Linked DNA regions of Felis catus: region 1 is linked to region 2. The links are chromatin contacts, called in public Hi-C maps. All regions are on one chromosome and are shown on one strand. Each heading gives the region's core, a stretch centred on a gene start, on an enhancer-like site or on the middle of the called end of the contact. The rest is flanking DNA. Distances are from core to core; before and after follow the strand shown.

The links. Hi-C and Micro-C count contacts between places; a contact is called where the count stands out from the background.
Region 1: a Hi-C map of fibroblasts shows a contact between it and region 2, with 4 times the contacts expected there. The contact joins two enhancer-like sites. A contact is called at or near these places in 2 of 3 Hi-C or Micro-C datasets (fibroblasts and skin fibroblasts).

What each region holds. Positions count from the first base shown.
Region 1 is chrE3:32,153,750-32,157,453 of F.catus_Fca126_mat1.0, reverse strand. CLEC16A (protein CLEC16A) reads left to right here. Exons shown (of 23, transcript XM_045047505.1): 5 at 615-720; 6 at 2,047-2,052; 7 at 2,450-2,573. Among named protein-coding and RNA genes, the nearest start is that of CLEC16A, 28 kb to the left of the region's middle. Within about 2 kb of position 1,808, at least 1 of the 10 cell types and tissues checked has an H3K27ac peak or open chromatin away from gene starts, as enhancers often do.
Region 2 is chrE3:31,867,583-31,870,936 of F.catus_Fca126_mat1.0, reverse strand. RMI2 (recQ-mediated genome instability protein 2) reads left to right here. Exons shown (of 2, transcript XM_023246716.2): 2 at 1,598-2,826. The coding sequence ends at 1,746. Among named protein-coding and RNA genes, the nearest start is that of RMI2, 3.4 kb to the left of the region's middle. Within about 2 kb of position 1,651, at least 1 of the 10 cell types and tissues checked has an H3K27ac peak or open chromatin away from gene starts, as enhancers often do.

The DNA.
Region 1 (3,704 bases), core at 559-3,058, 290 kb before region 2:
CCGCAGCGGAGTTCCAGGCTTCTGGACGGTTTTGATCCCTTCCCATGACCCCTTTCTCATGCCCGCTGATTCCCGAGACCCTCTTGCTCCTTGCGAACGTGTGTACTTCTAGTATTTCTAGACAGAGAAATATGTAACAGCCAGAAGAGATTCCGAATGTGAGGAAAACCTCACGCTTGCCTTTTATTCGTGGAAGTGGCATCTGATGGTAGGAGCTAGCATTATGGCTGAGTGCTTGTTGAGGAGGTCCCATGGCGGGCTCTGCTCGTGAAATCCTCACGTTGAAATCCAGCGGCCGGGACGTGGGAATTACTTTCTCCGTGTTAGAGACGGGGAAACAGAGGCTCAGAACTGTTACAGCACCCAGCTGAGAACTGGTAGAACAGGTCACAGGCCCCGGTCTGGCATTGTTGGACTCCCCCCCATCCCCCCACCCCCTGCTTTTTTTTTTAATGTTCTGGGATGGTCTCACCTCCCCGTCCCTTCCCACATTCCCCACCGGGGGTGAACCCCTGGCCTAAGGTTCATGGGAGTCTGATAGGCTTCAGAAAGCTGGGTGGGGGCAGGCCTGCCCTACGGGCTCATAACCCATCTCTGGTACTTTTTTGTTTCAGCACACTAACGACTTTGCCCTGTACACAGAAGCCATCAAATTTTTCAACCACCCCGAAAGCATGGTTAGAATTGCTGTAAGAACCATAACTTTGAATGTCTACAAAGGTAGGCCTTCTTAGGAGCTCACGCCTTGTTTGACTTCTGACTGGGGCTTGCTCCCATGAGTCTGCATTTAAAATCCTCTGGTGGCACGGGGAGCTCCGTTATTACGGCTCGGGTTGCATGTGTCATGCAAGGCTCGTAATCGTGGGACATTTAACTGGCCCCTTGGGTGAATTTTGTGCCACTCTCTTGGTGCATACTCAGTTCTGCATGCTGAAGTCTTAGACCAGATGCACAGTACTAGTGATGTCCTAAGAAAGGAACAGGTGGGACTCCAGCTGCCATGTGATAACTAGAAAAGGCAAAGCTGCCTCTTAAACGTTATATTTACATTTTTGTGTCTCCTGCAGTAAGATTTCCATACGGCCCTGGGGCTATGTTATCTTGAAATAACATTTAAATGAAGCATTTTGTGCTTCATTTTGTGTCACCGACAGCAGGGGGCAATATCGTATTCTCAACTGACTGCAAAGCCCAACAAATTCTCCTCTCTTCAAGATGTGCTTAATGCCCACAACATCCCCTCCAGAGGAGGCCCTTCCGCGGGTTCCTGCCCGCATTGGCATAAAGGCCGGCTGGACTCAAGTTTCCTGGCCTGGCACCGCCCGGGGAGGGCACGCCTTCTCTGCGCGACCCGGGGGTTATTTCCCCGGTAGTCACCACACTGGAGCTGGAGCTCCCATTTTCTCAAAGAATAAAGGGCTTTGACCTTCACGAGCATGAGTCATGACGTTATTACTTGAGATGACCCTTACTGGGGTGGGGAAAGGTCCTGAGGGACTCACTCCAGCCTAGTTCTGGGATCGCACTAAATTGGAGAGTGTCTTTAAGAATCCAGTGGGGGCCCACCCAGGGTCGCAAACTGAGGGCCCGAGAGCCAGATCCAGCCCTCAGACATGTTTCGATTGGCTAAGGTATTCCTTGACAAGATGTATAGTTGCCCGTATTTAAACATTGGGAGATCTCAGGTAACTATCTGCATTTCTGACTTGCAAGAGATTTGGCCCTTCTGGGCCCACAGTCCCGCAGAGCAGCTGCGGTGCCGGTGAACCGGGCTCCCCGGTTCACACACTGGGCCTCCCAGCCTCACTCACTGAGTCCCCGGCCCACCCAGCAGGCTTCTGAGTTTGCGCCCTGGTCCAAGCCCCGGTTCTGCGGCCCCCTGCTCTCTCTCCTCTCTTGTTCTCTTCCAGCCTGTGTCTTTAGACACCTTCTGCCCAGCTCTCTGTTCTCTGAACAACTGTCTCACCATCCCAGTTCTTAACCCTGTTAACTGTTGTCTGTTTTTTGCCTTTCCTTCAATGACGATTCCCGTGTTCCTTATTCCAGTGTCATGTAAGTTATTAACCTCTGGTTTTCTGCTTTCTTAACTTATCCTTACATGTTAACACAGGAAACTTGCCTGAGAATGGCATAGTTTCATTGTAGCCAAGCTAAATGCATTGCTGAGAAAGTAGGCTTTCTAATTGCACTATTGAGGTTTAGCCCAGTTAATTGTATTAATTATAAAAATAGCATAAGAACTGCCTTGATGAGTGTGATTTCATGAATGAATAAGCTAACCATTTTCAAGTATTCCCAGGAAAGACAGAAAAGGTTCAGATGATAGCAGAGAGCTTTTTCATTGTGGTTTTCTTTTCTTTTCTTTTCTTTTCTTTTTTTTTTTCAAATCGCCCTAAGTTATTTTTGGTGGCTTGACTTTTTTTTCTTGTTCTTTTGTGAATTTTCTCAGTGGATAACCAGGCCATGCTGCACTATATCCGAGATAAAACTGCTGTTCCTTACTTCTCCAATTTGGTCTGGTTCATCGGGAGCCACGTGATCGAACTCGATAACTGTGTGCAGACCGACGAGGAGTAAGTGACCACCTGGGGGGCTTATCAGGCAGACAGAGTGGTTAGGGGAGATTTCCGTGTTCATTGAGGAAAAGTAAACACTAGAGCAAAGTTCGCCCACCCGTGTGTAGGCGGAATGTGAACTTCCATAGGCTGAAAGGTTCCTCGCACCATTCCACTTTTTGTAATGGCGGCATGTTAGAAACAATCCGCAGACCTCCTAGAGGGGAAGAGGACCGCTAAGTTCAACACCCCCATCGAGGGGGTGCCAGGCAGCTGGTAAAAAGAGTAAGACGACCCGTCACCTGGTGGACGAATAAACAAAATGCAGTCCTTGCAGGTGGCGGAGTAGTGCCCGGGAGTAAAAAGGGACAGAGCTCTGGCACGTGCTGCCCCGTGGTTGGACCTCGGGAGCATGAGGCTCAGTGAGAGAAGCCAGATGCAAAGGACTGCGTTTTACCTCACCCTGTTTTCTTTTCTTTTATTTATTTTCATTAAAAAAAAAATTTTTTTTTAATGTTTATTTTTGAGAGAGAAAGCATGTGAGTGGGGGAGGGGCAGAGAGAGAGGGAGACACAGAATCTGAAGCAGGCTCCAGGCTCCAAGCTGTCAGCACAGAGCCCGACGTGGGGCTCGAACTCACAAACCACGAGATCATGACCTGAGCTGAAGTCGGACGCTCAACCGACTGAGCCACCCAGGCGCCCCATATTTTATTTTATTTTTAGAGAGCGAGAGCCCGTGCAGGAGTGGTACACCAGGGAGGGGCAGTGAGAATCTTAAGCAGGCTTTAAGCTCAGGATGGAGCCTGAGATCATGACAGCCGAAATCAAGAGTCGGACATTTGGCTGACTGAGCCACCCAGGCACCCCGTGTGACCCCGTTTAAATGAAATGCCCAGAACAGGCCAGTCTGTAGAGACCAAGGATAGACGAGTGGTTTCCCAGGGCTGGAGGAGCAGACTCGCAAGGGGAGATGGGAGTACGGGGCTTTTTTGGGAGGGGGGGTTAAAAGCGTTCGAGAGTGGATCGTGAGGATGGTTGGACAGCTGTGTGAATGGTATGCGGATTATAGCTCAGTAAATCTGTTTAAAAACAACAACAACAGCAACAACACACACAGGTTAAGGTGGTGATTCGGGCCCCAGAGCGA
Region 2 (3,354 bases), core at 402-2,901:
TTTTTTTTTTTTTTTTTTTTTTTTTTTTTAGCATTTTCAAACGGGAAAACAATCAGAAGGTTTCACGACATGTGACAAGTATAAGAAATGGAAGTGTGTGGAGGCTGGAGCTTTGTTTGAGAAAAACAGTCTTGGCACCAGCAGGGTGGGGGTGGTTGTGAAGAGGAAGTGGCTGGAGAGAGTCTGGAGTAGAAGCCATTGAAGGGGTCCAGGGCGGAGGATGAAGGCCTAATGGGGTGGGCATGGTGGCGAAGGAGTAAGGAGACCGTGGAGAGACGCCGCTGGAAGGGGAGAGGAGGGGGGTGTGGGTAGAATGAACACCACGAACCGGATTGTCTCAACTCAGGGAGAGGGCTCGCACCAGTGAGCTCATCCACTTGTGTGTTTCTTCGTGTAGATTTCCTCTTAACCTCCCCTGGTGGGGATCAGCTTGGGCATGGTCGTCTTGCCTCGGGTCTTCAGTCATTCTTTTTCTGAGGGTTCTGTGACTCCCAGCGCGTTAGAATTATTCAGAGGGTATCGGCAAAGTGTAGTTTTAGAACTGGCCCCTGTCACCGAGGATCCCCACATGGCTCGCTCCGGTGGCATCTGGAGGTGGGTTCAGAGAAACCTAAACCCATCGTGCAAGGGGTAGAAACCCAGAGAGGCAGGCGTCTGCTTGCCGGGCTTCCTTCAGCCAGAGCCCTGGGGCCTGCCTGCAAAGTCAGAAGCCCTGCAATCAAAGCAGCCTCGCAGGGGCACGCATTGGGGGCTGGCAGAGAGCCTGCCCTTCCTGCTGTGTTTGGGGTTTTTTACACAATTGAGTTGTGTGTGGTTCGGACTGGCCAAGTTTTGCTTTCAAGGAGAGCCACTTCCCCCAAGGGAATGGGAAGAGTTGTGGTTCATATGTCATTAGATAGTCCTGATGGTGACCCACTCTCTTGTTCATTTGCTCTCTTGTTGATTTGCTGGGATGTGCCCAGCCGGTGGCAGGGATTGGTCCTGGGCAGTTGGAACAACAGGGTGGCACGGAAGGGTACTGCGGCCGGCTGAGCTCTTCTGGCATCATCGGACCGTTGGATTTACTTTGTGGCTGTCGGGGCGGTGTCTTTGCAGAAAGAGGACTGGACTGGCCCTGTGCACGGAGACCAGCCACATACCCTGTAGCGTTTGGGCAAGAAACAGACATAAGAGAAAAGCTGGGAGGGGGAGGGGAGGGTTGCCCCTGCCTCAGAACATCCTGGGATGGGAGTCTCTTCCATCCTTTGGGCGTACTTGTTTTTGCGCGTGATGGTAGCTCGCTTGAATTTTGTTACAACATTTTTAACCCAGGAGCCAAAGAAGATACAGGTGTCATCGTCCACGTTAAATGTTGAACTTACTGTCTATGTATGTATATATATGTAAATAGATATACATCTATTGTCTATGTGTATATTAGATCGATGGATCACTGACTGCCTTGGCATTTTGATTTCTACTCTCCCCCCCCACCTTTTTTGTCTCTAATTTGCTTTTCTGATAAAATTAAGCTCTCTGAAGGACGGGGTCTCCGTTTTGCGTTTTGCGTTTGTTTTTTTATCAGTGTAAACATCACCATGGGCTTTTCTTCTTCCAGGAAAGTATGTGATGGTGATGGGAGTGGTCCAGGCGTGCAGCCCTGAGCCCTGCCTTCAGGCCGTGAAGATGACCGATCTTTCCGACAACCCCATCCATGAAAGCATGTGGGAACTGGAAGTGGAGGATTTACACAGGAATATTCCTTAGATGACATTGGAACCACTGCTAAAAACAGCAGAAATCCTGAAACAATTTAAGTTCCGACACCATGTGGATTTCACGGGTACCGTCCTATGTCTGTTTCTTAAAAGTTTCTCAAAGAGCTTAGCTTCGGTTGACCAAGGACTCCGGAGGTAGGATTTCTAAACGCTGGGACACTCCACTTAACTCGGCCCTCGTGCTCCTTGCTTTGACGACTGTTTGCAGATTAAAAGCAGATGTGTGCTCTGTTTTTGTTTTTTTTGCTTTTGTTCCCTTTTGGTTTGCGTGTGCTAATTCCCTTTAAAGCCCGCAGAAATCTCATGTTACATTTTCCACATTTTACGAGCGCTGATAACTTTTTCTGTTGCTGCTGTGACCCTGTTTTTACGATGCAGAATCTGAATGTCACTCCTTGCCGGTGGTGATTTAATTGTGGCTGTGGGCAGGGAAACAGACTTCCGGAAATGGGAATGACCTCTTGGCCCGCCTCTTCTCCCATCGACAACTTCCATATCCAGTTTGCAAGTCAGACAGCGTTTTCCTGCTGTGGACACCAGCAGCCTCTCAGAGACAGTAGACGGTTCTTGTCTCTGAACCATGTAAGGTACATTCCTTGGAGATACGGATGGTAACACCTGTCATTCTTCCTCACTTGGAGATGTTGAAACACTCGCAAAGTTTCTTGTTGAAACTAAAATCAAGATTGAGAATGACTTTTAGGCATTAACTAAACTTCTGCATCATAACTTTTAGTGAGACACCGTAAGGGAGCGACCTTCTGGTGTGGAAGCTTCCCCCGCCCCCCCCCTCCATTCTCAGTTTTATTGAGATATAATTGACATACAGCATTGTAGAAGTGTAAGGTGCACAGCATGATGATTTTAGAGTTCTTACGTTTTCTGGATGGAATGACTTTCTCACGATCAAATTCAGTGTGGGTTTCTGCTCTCTGCTACTTACCATGCCTTATTTTTCTGAGATTGTAAATATCAAGGGAGTCACATGATATCCGTACGTTGCTGTAGAGTTTTGTTGGACTATGGATCATCTACCACTAATAAATTATATTCTGTATCTTTTAAAAAATGGACTGTTTTGGGGGTTCCTAGCTGGCTCCGTCAGTAGCACATGCGACTCTTTGATGACCCACAATGATATTACTAACTAAAGTCTGTAGTTGACAGTAGGGGTCTCTCTTTGTGGTAGGCAGTTCTGCAAGTTTTACAAAGGCATAATATCACTTGTCTACCATGATGGTATCATACGGAATAGTTTCACCACCCGGAAAAACCTCTGTCCCACCTTCTGACCCTTCCTCTTCCCTTAACCCCTGGCAACCACGGATCTTTCTACCGTCTCCATAGTTTGCCTTCTCCATAATGTCCCAGTTAGTTGGAATCCTACAGTATGTCGTACTTTCAGACCGGCTTCGTTCACTTAGCAAAACGCATCTAAGGTTCCTCCGTGGGTTTTTGTAACTTGCTTGCTCATTTCTTTTGATCGTCGAATAACACTCCCTCGTATAGATGTATCCTGGTTTGTTTACTTGTTTATTGAAGGACATTTGTCTGGTTCCAGTTTTTGCTGGTTATTAATGGAGCTGCTATAAACATT